Regions from separate parts of the Oryctolagus cuniculus genome. Here region 2 is linked to region 1. Evidence: chromatin contacts called from public Hi-C data. All regions are on one chromosome and are shown on one strand. Each heading gives the region's core, a stretch centred on a gene start, on an enhancer-like site or on the middle of the called end of the contact. The rest is flanking DNA. Distances are from core to core; before and after follow the strand shown.

Evidence for each region. A called contact is a pair of places that touch in the nucleus more often than the background predicts.
Region 2: a contact with region 1 is called in a Hi-C map of an unstated tissue, with 4 times the contacts expected there. The contact joins two enhancer-like sites. A contact is called at or near these places in 2 of 6 Hi-C or Micro-C datasets (ear pinna and an unstated tissue).

The regions. Positions count from the first base shown.
Region 1 is chr8:65,863,380-65,869,600 of mOryCun1.1, reverse strand. No RefSeq gene overlaps it. Among named protein-coding and RNA genes, the nearest start is that of C8H4orf17, 38 kb to the right of the region's middle. Within about 2 kb of position 4,025, at least 1 of the 8 cell types and tissues checked has an H3K27ac peak or open chromatin away from gene starts, as enhancers often do.
Region 2 is chr8:66,084,496-66,090,716 of mOryCun1.1, reverse strand. It overlaps LOC100343992 (alcohol dehydrogenase 6), which reads right to left. Exons shown (of 9, transcript XM_008267572.4): 9 at 4,436-6,021. The coding sequence ends at 5,997. Among named protein-coding and RNA genes, the nearest start is that of ADH2-1, 56 kb to the left of the region's middle. Within about 2 kb of position 3,771, at least 1 of the 8 cell types and tissues checked has an H3K27ac peak or open chromatin away from gene starts, as enhancers often do.

The DNA.
Region 1 (6,221 bases), core at 2,776-5,275:
AGGATGAGTTCTGCACAATTTACTCGGCTGGTCCAGCATTCCCAGATTTGATGTCTCTATGAGGCACAAGGTTTTCAGCTGATTCTATTGGAAAAGAGAAACAAACAAGACATCTAGAAAATTTTTCCAAAGCAAATATGAAACAGAGTGGTGTGACTGATTTCTCCAGCTACTAAGCCGTGAGCAAGCGCATGGCTTTTTTTCTCTAGCTGTATACTGCCACCTTCAGGCCTTCAGAAGTTCTGCAGAGAAAAACACTTTCAACTGGGATCAAGGACCTTTCATCTATTCATTTATTTCAGACTCTTTGGAGGCGCAGGCATTCATGCAGTCGTTAAAGCAACATTTAGGATATCCACATCCCGTGTAAGAATGTCCTGGATCCTACCTACATTTCTAATCCAGCTTTCTACTACTGTGCACGCTGGGAGGCCGCACATGATGGCTCAAGTACTTAGATTCCTGCCACCCACGTGGGAGACCCACAAGGAGTTCTGGACTTTTGGCTTTGGCCTGCTCCAGTCCTGGCTATTACAGAAAGTTTGGGAGTAAATCATAAGATGGAAGCTCGCTCTCTGTCTCTCCCTGCCTTTCAAACAAAATGAAAATAAATAAAAAAGAAACTCTATTGGATGTCTATTGGTTAGCCCCTCTGCCAGCAGCTGGAGACAGATGACTTGATCCATGAAGAAACACAAATAAAAAATGAAAATCTGCCATATGGAATATCACACAGACAGGTGAGGAGAAGACCTAGAGGAGTGAAGACTAAACTAGGTCTTAAAGGATGAGCAGAAGTTTGCTAGGACAAAGTTGGAGGTGAGGTTAATGCTGGGTGGATATTCTAGGAAGAGTGATAGCAAGAGAAAGCAAAGCAAAGAAACCCCAGGATGGTGGGTGCAGGTCAACAGAAAACATTCTGACATTGCCTGAGCAGGGAGGGCTGTACAGAGGGTAATGGGGAGGCAGCCTGCCCACCCCAAGGCATTATTAAGGCCTGTTAATTGGGGCTAGCACTGTAGCACAGAGTTAAGCTTCTGCCTGCAAGGCCAGTATTCCGTATAGGTGCCAGTTCAAGTCTCAGTTCCCCTACTTCCAATCCAGCTCCCTGCTAATGTGCCTGGGAATGCAGCAAAAGATGGCCCAAGTGCTTGGGCCCCTGGCAGCCAAATGGGAGATCCTGATGAAGCTCCTGCCTCAGCCCCAGCCCTTGTGCCCATTTAGAGAATGAACCAGAGGGTAGAATGTCTCTCTTCCTCTCTCTCTAACTCTGCCTTTCAAATAAATAAACAAATCTCTAATGCCTGTTAATAATCCTGGGGTCAAAGTGGAGCCCCCTAATGACTGGTAAGAAAAGGAGTGGTGTGGTTGAATTTGCCCTGTGGATGAATCACTCTGGTGACTGTGGGAAGATGTATCTGAGGGAATAAGACAAGAAGCCAAGTACCTGGACTTTCTCAATGTTTTCTTTTGTGATTACCTTGGAGAAAAACAAAAGCCTATCAAAACATGTTTAAGTACTGGCAATTTCCCAAAGAACAGTGAAAATTAAATCACACAAACTATGCCTTGGCAAGTACTGACTAAACCTATATTTAAAAATGCAGGGGCCAGTGCTGTGGTATAGCTGGTAAGACCACCACCTCTAGTACCGGCATCCTAATATGGACGCAGGTTCATGTTCCAGTTGCTGCACTTCTGATCCAGCTCCCTGTTAATATGCCTGGGAAAGTAGCGGAAGATGGTCCAAGTCCTTGGGTCCCTGCACCCACCTGGGAAACCCGGGAGCAGCCCCTGGCTCCTGGCTTCAGCTTGACCCAGCCCTGGTCATTGTGGCCATTTTGGGGAGTGAACCAACATTTGTTTAAAAAATGCAGTAATTCTGACTGGAGGAAAGCATCACAAAGCTTATCTTTAATGAATGGCAAAGCAGTTAAGCCCGTAGTAAGTAGAACTAGAATGCTGTCTTGGTTTTAAGTGGGGAAAATAAGCCAAGGAAAGTTAAGTCCCTTTCTACCTAAGGGAAAATGGGGGAGTAAGAGTGGTTTCTTGCTCTGATGGAGAGGGGGAGGAAGGTGGCAATGGGATCTGAACCCGGCTGTGGAGTGCACCTGTGCTTGGCATTGCTGTCACCCCTGCCAGGTGGAGGTCTGATTCTCTCCCACAGGAACAACCCCCGGGGACTCCTGCAGAGCTGGTCCACAACGAACCAGCTGTCTCCACCCTGCACATACTGCCCACACCAGGACTTGCTTGGAGGTTTAAGGTGAGTGAGCACATGGAAAGGGTTTGGTGCTCTTTCACCAACTTTGTTTCACCAGTTTGCTCTCAGAAAGCTTTGTGGTTTGGCCGGTGCCGTGGCTCACTAGGCTAATCCTCCGCCTGTGGCGCCGGCACACCGGGTTCTAGTCCCAGTTGGGGCACCAGATTCTGTCCCAGTTGCTCTTCTTCCAGTCCAGCTCTCTGCTGTGGCCCGGGAAGGAGTGGAGGATGGTCCAAGTCCTTGTGTCCCTGCACCACATGGGAGACCAGGAGGAAGCACCTGGCTCCTGGCTTCAGATCAGCACAGCGCCGGTCGTGGAGGCCATTAGGGGAGTGAACCAAGGGAAGGAAGACCTTTCTCTCTCACTAACTCTGCCTGTCAAAAAAAAAAAAAAAAAAAAAAAAAAACTTTGTGGTTCAAAAAAGAACAGAAAAAGAATGTTCAATTGGACATTCCCATGGGCCTGGAAGATTTGGAGGTAACAGTGGGTCATTACCCATGGAGATTAGTGCCCAAATGTCCAGTTAAATATCCAGGAGGATAGTAGGACCAGGACTCACAAAGCCAGGAAGTAGATCAACTGAGAGGGAGAATGACAGGCTTAGGTCTTGTAAGACTGAGTTATCCAAGAGTGCTCAGTTGTTTATTTTATTAATTGGGAAGTTTACTCCCACGGGACAGATAAAAATGCCCTGCTATTTTGAGGCAAAGAACTGGGCGTGGACCCTTGGTGTCATTTCCATTGTGCAGATTTTGATAAGGAGAAAAAACACTCTGTGTAAATGGTGGAGATCTCATATGAAAGGGCTCCTGTGTAGGTGTGGAGACTTCTGGGAATGATTAGGTGCTTCCCTTTTCAGGGACTCTCACTAAGCCCAGAACCATTGCCAAATGCACAGACACAGAAGGACTACACCCAGCCTCACCATGGAAAGTCCTTGCTTAGGTAGCCAGGGGCCAATTTAGCTTCTGATGGAGACAGCGGGGTCAGGATGGAGCCTGACTTCTCCATCTTACCCTTACAACCATTAAAAGAAGTGATGCAGGGACCATGAGCTATTTCTCATGGTTTAACTGCTTTAAGAAACTTGAGGGAAGAGTGTAGACTGAGTATTCAAATAAGACAAAGCACCGAATGTGCTTTTAAAAATGGACTAAAAATAGCAGATATTATCACAATACTTTCATATCGCAAAGGGGTAACAGTCTGAATTAGGATCGTATCATAACCATGCCAAGCCTCCCAGAGGCAGGGCTAACACTGGGCCTCCTGTTAGGGCTGGAGCTGAGGTGCTAGAGCTCGGTCTTCCCTGATCTGCTTGCTGGGGATTTAGCCCTTGATCAAGCGGCTTTCAGGAGCATTTGTTGAATTGAGCCAACTGCTCCCCAGAACTGTTGTCGGCTTCCTAGGGAAGTTTATTTCTGTGCTTCTCACTTGCAGGAACCAGGGCACTGGAAGAGTCCCTGGTTTTGAAGCAGCTAATTGAAAGTGTTTGAAAACCTTTTTTCCTAAGGAGACCCCCTTCAGTCTTCATTTCAAATGTAAAGAAACCAATTCAGACGTAAAGAAACCATTCTAATTAGAGTGTTGGAGAGCTACAAAGGACCTTAGGAAACATGTGCTAAGAGTTTTAGCTAGAGGTGAAGCTGGGTTCAAACCCAGACTGCCTGATTCAGACTACTACATCATGCTCTCAACAGAAGTTGTAACCCACAGAGCATAGTCATTTCATCTTGTTTTGTGTGTGGGCGAGAGGAGAGAGAAGGGAGGAGAAAAGTTTGTTTCCCCAGAGGCCTTGCTGAGTGAATGGGACTGCATTTTTGGCATGCCAAGTAGCTATGTAAGTGTAAAGTTCTTTGCCAAAACTTGTGTTGAAATGTATAAAATCCTAGCAAAGTTAACACATGATATCAGCAGTTTTAAAATGTAAAATTGCAAATTGAAGTAAACATTCCTTTTCGTTAACATGTTGACTTCAATCTGAGGTAAGATTCAAGCAGAGAAAAATCCAAATTTAAAATGAAATATTTGACTATCCGAGAGAGCAGCTGCCAAGAACATGCCATTGCTACTTCATTCACTTTTTTGGCTATCATGATGGTGCTTTTAATGAATTACACGTTTGACACAGCCAGAAAATATTATCCTCCCAATTCAATTGTTGAATATGCACGGATGCCTGTGTAGGGCAAAGAATGCTTTACTAGGCACTGTTTCACTTGGAGCATAGTTCTTATTTTCTAAAACTTTACATGTATAATGGGTTGAGCCCTCAGTGAGTTCCCTGTTGTCTCTGAGGTGAGTGACGATGTCAGAAGAGGAGTAGGAAGAGCTGCTGGCACCTAAGGCTGCTTGCCAGTGTAAGAAGGATTTTTACTCTCTTTTGTGAAGGGAGTCCGACTCTGTGAGGGAGTGAGGAACAAAAAGATGGACAAATATATAGACAGGAGCAAGACGAATGCTACAGACTAGTTTACGAGGCACAAGTTACTTATTACATAGAAGCAGGAACAACTTTAGATAAAAAGAGGAGTGAGAAACAAGAAAGAAATTATTGATGGGAGAAATGTCTGCTGAGACTGGAGTCCCAGGCAAGAGACTGCTCCCGAGGAAGCTGGCCACGCAGCCTTCTCCTTCCTAAGTGAAAATGCTTTCAGTCTTGGTACTGTTGAAAGCACATTCTTTTCTGGATAAGCTCAAGAGGGAGCTGACTACTAGATACATAAATGTATTGAAATGTCCATAAAGAATTAACATTTGCCAGTTTCTTAGCATCACTAATGCTTTGAGGACAATATCAGTCACAGTGGCCTTTTACAGTTCCCAGGAGGAGATGGTTTTGTTCCCCTAATCACTGACTTTCTGGTATGTTGTCCCCTCAGCTGGGAGATTTTGCTTCTGTCTTCACAAGGACCCACAGTTTGCCTTCTCAGAGAGGTCTTCCAAAATGCCTTAATGACATTTCTCTATCTTCCATTTTTTTTCTCTCTCTCTCTCTTGTAACACCTTGGTCATTACTCAATTTAACATCTATCAAAAATTTAAGTAATGGGCTTACAGGTTTACCTACTTTCTTCTCAAGTGGATCTCCTATTAGACTATGTGCTTATTGAGTGTGGAGACCATATCTGTTTTACTCATTACACTAGCTCAGTGCTTAATGCCTGACTGAAGTAAAAAAAAAAAATTGCCTAATTAATATGTTTCACATCTAATTTAAGTGATTGAAAGTTTAGGTTATGCTTTAAAAAAGGACCTCAATAGACATTTTTCAAAAGAGGAAATCCAAATGGCCAACAGGCACATGAAAAAATGTTCAAGGTCACTAGCAATCAGGGAAATGCAAATCAAAACCACAATGAGGTTTCACCTCACCCCGGTTAGAATGGCTCACATACAGAAATCTACCAACAACAGATGCTGGAGAGGATGTGGGGAAAAAGGGACACTAACCCACTGTTGGTGGGAATGCAAACTGGTCAAGCCACTATGGAAGTCAGTCTGGAGATTCCTCAGAAACCTGAAGATAACCCTACCATTCGACCCAGCCATCCCACTCCTTGGAATTTACCCAAAGGAATTTAAATTGGCAAACAAAAAAGCGGTCTGCAGCCTAATGTTTATTGCAGCACAATTACAATAGCCAAGACCTGGAACCAACCTAAATGCCCATCAACAGTAGACTGGATAAAGAAATTATGGGATATGTACTCTTTAGAATACTATACCGCAGTAAGAAACAACGAAATCCAGTCATTTGCAACAAAATGGAGGAATCTGGAACACATCATGCTGAGTGAAATAAGCCAGTCCCAAAGGGACAAATACCATATGTTCTCCCTGATTGGTGACAACTGACTGAACACCAAAAAGGAAACCTGTCTGTTGAAGTAAAATCGACACTATGAGAAACGGTGACTTGATCAGCATAGCCCTGACTGTTAATGAACAACTTAA
Region 2 (6,221 bases), core at 2,522-5,021, 220 kb before region 1:
AGTTAGAAATGCCTCAGTGGTGCAGGGGCAGGAGGTTCACTCCCAAGCACGGGTTGCAGTTGCAGTGGCACTCATAGAACCAGGTGAGCTGCACCATGGACATGCAGGATGAGTCCACGTTCTGCAGGTTCCTGTTGCTGGAGCTGATGACCCCTCCCTATCAGGGCCCTGAAGTTAGTGTTGGAGATTTATGGGGACCATATGTTCTGACTTCTCTGTGATGTAGCTAATCTTATGATTAACTCCTAGTCCTGATCAGCCCAATTTGCTCTCTGGTTGTAGGAAAAAAGGAAAATTCAAATGCCATCATAGAGTTTTTGAATTTTTTCAGTCCTGATCATAGTTGGTGATTGGCTCACTCAACCTTGCCATTTTTTCCCCTTTAGCACATTGGTGACACTTAAGAGTTATCAACTAAACTCAGTCCTTATAGTTACCATGCCACTTTATCTCTCAAGTGCTGATGATACTGCATAAGACAGCACATACCCTGAAGACTGCATTCCATCCCAACTCACCACAGTTGAGACTATAGTAATTTGCCAGTGGGGATTATTTCCCTTCTTACCACCAGAATATTAATGATCTATTGCTTAGCAGCTTAAACCAAATACTTATGTTCTCAAAACTTCTATTGGGTGGAAAACCAGACCAGCCTTAGCTGGTTGCTTGATTTTGGGTCTTTGACAAAGCTATGATTGTAGTGTTGGATAGAGTGGCAGTCATCTCAAGGGTTGACTCAGGAAGAGCTCCACTCTCCGTTTCACTCACATTGCTGTTGACAGGCCCTAGAAGGTCAACTTCCAAGCTTGCTCAGGCCCTCTCTATGGAGCTGCTGCAGGATGTGGTAGCTGTTTGTCCAGAATGAAGATCCTAGAGAGAAACTCCCAAAATAGAAGCCATGGCCTTTTTATTAAAAATACTTCTAATGACATAAAATATTTATTATTTGAAAAGCAGATTTACAGAGAGAGAGAGAGCAAGCGAGAGAGCGAGCGTGCAAGTGAGCTTTCATTCCCTGGTTCATTCCCCAAATGGCTGCAATGACCAGAGCTGGACCAGGCAAAAGTCAGGAGCATGGAACTCTATCCAAGTCTCTTATGACGGTGGAGGGGTCCAAGGACTTGTGCCATCTTCTGCTGCTTTCCCAGACACATTAGCAGGGAGCTGGATTCAATGTGGAACAGCCAGGATTCAAACCAAGAGCCCATATGGGATGCTATGTCATAGGCAGTGGCTTCACGTTTTGTGCCACAATGCTAGTCCCAAGACTTCTAATTTTAGAAGTGATATTCTAATATTTCTGCTATTAAACTTGGGTCAGCCAAGTTTAAGTGCAGCCCACACTTAATGAGAGGATTACACAAAGGCATAAATACCATAGGCTGTGGATGATGGGGCTTCATCTTACTGAAACGGGGTCTTTTCACCATCTTGCTGGCAAGTGATCCAGTTCCAGGGTTCCATCTTTAGGGTTATCTTCTTATGGCTGCTTCTTGTGGCAGCTTTTTTATTTGGGCTCCCTCAGACTCCACTTTTGAGATAAAAATGAGACTTCTAATGGTTCCATGAACAATTTAAATGAACACCAATAGCAAAGTGGGGTAAGGTAATACAAGCAGGGAAGGTTACAAAAACAATACTTTTTTATTGTGGTAAAATATTTTTATAATATAAAATTTATCATTTTGTTCTTTTTAAAAAAACAATGTTGGGGCCAGCGCTGTAGCTCACTTGGTTAATCCTCTGCCTTGCGGCGCCAGCATCCCATATGGGCCCAGGTTCTAGTCCTGGTTGCTCCTCTTCCAGTCCAGCTCTCTGCTGTGGCCCGGGAAGGCAGTGGAGAATGGCCCAAGTACTTGGACCCTGCACCCACATGGGAAACCAGGAGGAAGCACCTGGTTCCTGGCTTCGGATCGGAGCAGCGCGCCAGGCTTAGCGGCCATTTGGGGTGGGGTGAACCAACGGAAGGAAGGCCTTTCTCTCTGTCTCTCTCTCTCTCACTGTCTAACTCTGCCTGTCAAATTAAAAAAAAAAAAAACAATGTTGACAGTTTGAGAACACTTGGTATCTTCACATTATTGTGAAACCATCCCCACCATCCACCTTCCTTTGGGCAAAGGAAAATGATCCCCATTAAACCTGAATTCCCCATTCTACCCTCCCCCTAGATTCTGCTAACCATCATTCTACTCTCTGTATGAGTTTGACTACTCTAGGGACTACAGGTAAGTAGAATCGGATGATATTTATACTTTTGAGACTGGTTTATTTCACTTAGCATAATATCTATTATATTCATCCATGTTGTAGAATGTGTCAGAATTTATTTCCTTTTTAAGACTGAAATAATATTCTATTGCATGTATATATAACATTTTGTTTACCCATTAATTCATCAATGGACACTTGGTTTTCCTCTGATCTGAAGCCTGGAGCCAGGTGCTTCCTCCTGGTCTCCCATGCGGGTGCAGGGCTCAAGCACTTGGGCCATCCTCTACTGCCTTCCCGGGCCACAGCAGAGAGCTGGACTGGAAGAGGAGCAACCAAATCTAGAACCCAGGACCATATGGGATGCTGGCACTGCAAGGTGGAGGATTAACCAAGTGAGCCACAGCGCCTCCACCATGGCTATTGTAAATAATGCTGCCATGAAATTGGGTTCAAGTGTGCATGATAAGTCAGCTACCAAAGTGTAGTGTTTAATTTCATGGGATTACTTTCTGGACTGTATATTTTATAGAAACTTCTCCCAGACATTTGTTGGGGCCATTAGGGAGGGTTTAAATTCCCTGAAACTTCTGGACTACTCAACCATGAGTGGGCAGATTGACCTGTAATTTTGGCAAAAGACCTCAGGCATGGCAGTGCTGACATTGGCAGCTGGAAGGCAACAAGGCCCAAAGAAGTGGTGAATTCTCAGGGGTGTGAGTGAGGCACTGATTGCTGCAGCCACAAGGACTTGCATGTGAACTGTAATCACAGCAATTGGTTTTAGTTCTAAGATATTTTCTAATCCATTTGAATGCACCGTTTCTCAATTATTCTTTCTACTTCCAGTCTCTGTCCTCCCCACACTCTCCTCCTTTGTCAGTGCTGTCAAACTCATGTTTTATGAAAACATGGCAATTCTCTCATTAAATGATTCTGTGAATTTCCCTTATCTATAGAATTAAATTCTTGAAGAACTTCTATGAGTAAGCATGATCAAAGAATTCAGTCCTCTGCCTCTTCACTATAGGCTGTGCATGCCTTCCCTTTCTTCCTTTTTTATCATGTGCACCATGATAGACATATTCTTTTACCACCTTGAACTTTATGCATTTACCTTAGTTCTAAATGCTCTTTTTCAACATAGTGTATCCATTGAAACTCAGCTCAAAGTTTACTTTATCTGTGAACTTTAATCTGTGCTAGGTGGAATTGTCTCCTGTTTGGTTATTTCTCTGATATAAAGTTTATTATACTGTACTTTATCCTTTTTCATATCTATTTTATGATTTTCAAGCTGTACCAGTCATTTCTGAATCTCTAACACCACCTACATTACTGAAGAAATGTGTGTTGGGTAAATACATGATTGAGTAAATGATTATCAAAAAGGCAAAGAAAAGCAAATTGCTTCTTCAGATTAATGTCAGTGATTCTAGTGATCAGCCTTCTGGATTATGAATGATATCAGAATACAATAAATGAGAGAAGTAAATTATGGTGTAGACCAATGCCAAATTACAACACTAGAGAGAGCTGTGGTATTAACCTAGAAAATTTAGTAGAAAATTGGGAATGTGTACAGGAGTTAAAACATTTCAGGAACTTGTGCCAACACTGATGTATTGAATAGGCAGAAGCTGATGGTTTTCACTTGCAAATTATCAGGAGACACTAACTATTAATGTCTGATAGTTCATAGTGCTAGAATTGGGCATCTTCCTTCAGGTTATGTGTTAACTGGAAGGGGCTTCTATATTGTAGAGAATACTTTATTTATTATTGTCTACGTGGTAGCCAAGAATGTCTGAAAATTTTAAAGATTTTCATTTTGCAGGCAAAGGCTATAGTTCTCCCTGGAGGCTGGATACCTAGGGTATGGGTCTAGGATTAGGTTACTTTAGTAGAGACAAGAAACTGCCCCCTAGTTCAGTGTCCATCCAGAGAAGTGTAGTGCCCAGAGATTGAAAAGAAGGATTTTGTTCAGTTGTGTGGTTTAAGATGTGGGGCTCTTTAGAGGCAGGCTTCAGAGTCTATTCACAGAAAGTTGCAGGACCTGATGTTAATGGTCAACTATTGCTTGAAAGTTAACAATAACAGTGAATGGGTCTAGACTGATGTGTATGATCATTGGTCTTTTTGAGCATGTATCAGTAAAAAAAGTTCTGCATTTACGATCAAATCTGATAAAATTTTCAATGATTTACAACACCAACACACAAAGTAGCTTAAAGATTTTGTCTTTATTGAAGCAAAAAAAAAAAATAGTGGGCATTGTGTACAATAAAATATTTCTGAGAAAGGTGTGATTTTTTCCAACTCCTCAACACTCCTACAGCTCACAGCTATTAAGTTTAATTTGTGGACAGAGCAGGACTCCGTTTTGTCCTCAGGAACTGGAACAAATGTGGACATGGATTTTCTGGTCAGATTTGGGGGGATGGAGCAGAGCCATTCCAACTGCAGACTGAATAGGGTTGAGAGCACTGAACCCCTTAGAAAGCAGACACCTGAGGGGAAAGACAGGATTCCCACCTCATGATGCTTCTCTTTGGTTTGGGAATCAAAGTTTTATGAAATCCCCCTGACGTCATGTGATGAACATGATGGGAGATATTGACTGGGCATGCAGCACTCTTTCCTGGCCTGGCTTATATCATGAAACTACAGGGTTTCATTTCCTGGTCTTGCAAGTTCAGTATGGATTACGGTCATGCAGCAGCCCCTGTTTGATCCAGGGCCCCAGATCCAGAGGAGACCAAACTAGAGCAGAAGAGTTTAAGTAGAAAGGGAGCTCCTGCTGTGTGTATGGGGTTCTTAAAGACTCTTTGGATCTACACTTAAAAAAAGTAATGGAGATGGGGAAGGAAGGGATTTCCTAAGAGAGCCATTCACCTTCACCTTAATCCAAGTTCCAGGACAATTAAGGGGCTTTGAGTAAAAAGTTACATGGTCTGGGTAGAAGGACACTGATTGTAAACCAGTATTGGGTCTTGTTTTCCCCTCAGCCTGTTCTTGGAGGTAAGATTCTATGGTAAACGTTAATAAGAACAATATATGCCTTTTCTGTGAAGAGTGGAATGAGGCACAGCTTTATTTAAGGCCACAACTGCCTCCTACAGAGTGTGCATCTTGATGAATAAAACAGTATCCCATTTCCCCATTTGTCTTCTTCTGATTTCCTAGATGCCTTAGTTAGGAAACAAGGTAATATGAACTGCTGGCAGCTACGTTTTTCTTGCCAGTTGAAAAGGAATTTGAAGTTCCTTTGGCTATCCAGGAAAGAAGAGGTAAGAATTGAGGAGATATGTGTAGTCTCCTTGGTGATGGTTTGCAGGTTGGTTAACCTGATTCAGGTCAATCTGAGTTTTCAGTAAATTCGACTGGGAGTTTTGTTTCTTTGATATAAAATCAGAAGAACTGCATGTCTAGTCCCGCATAGTATAGTACAGCAGAGTACAAGGAAATATAGGCCTAAAAGTTTAGGCAACTATGAAAATGGAGCATCTTGGAACAAATTTGTTGATGTCTCAAGAGTCTGTTATTGTATAACTTAACCAGACAATCTGGTTCTAAAAGGTAGGATGATCCTTGGTGACACAGGGTTACATAAGACAACCTTTATGAACCTTTATGCTGAGAGCAGAATCCAGATATGAGACCACTGTCGAGTTAATCAGAAACAAGAAAATATTGTGTGGATAATTCTTCTAATCATGATAATCACAGTGAATGCAATTCAGTTGAAGAAAGATACTGCAGCTCTTTCAGAAATTACGTTGTACTTAAGGTAACAGGACACAGCGGATACTAAAATGAAAATAAAATAAATTGAAACATTTCCCAAGTAAAATTTGTATTTTTGATTTCAAATTTGTTCTTGACATGGTTCACCAGAATAAGTAAGAGGTAAGCAGGCTTGTACTCCTCTGGGGATTGCCAATGCCAAGTTTATGGCTAAAAAAAATAATTTGTAATTCTGGATAATTTTCCCCATGAAATATAATAGC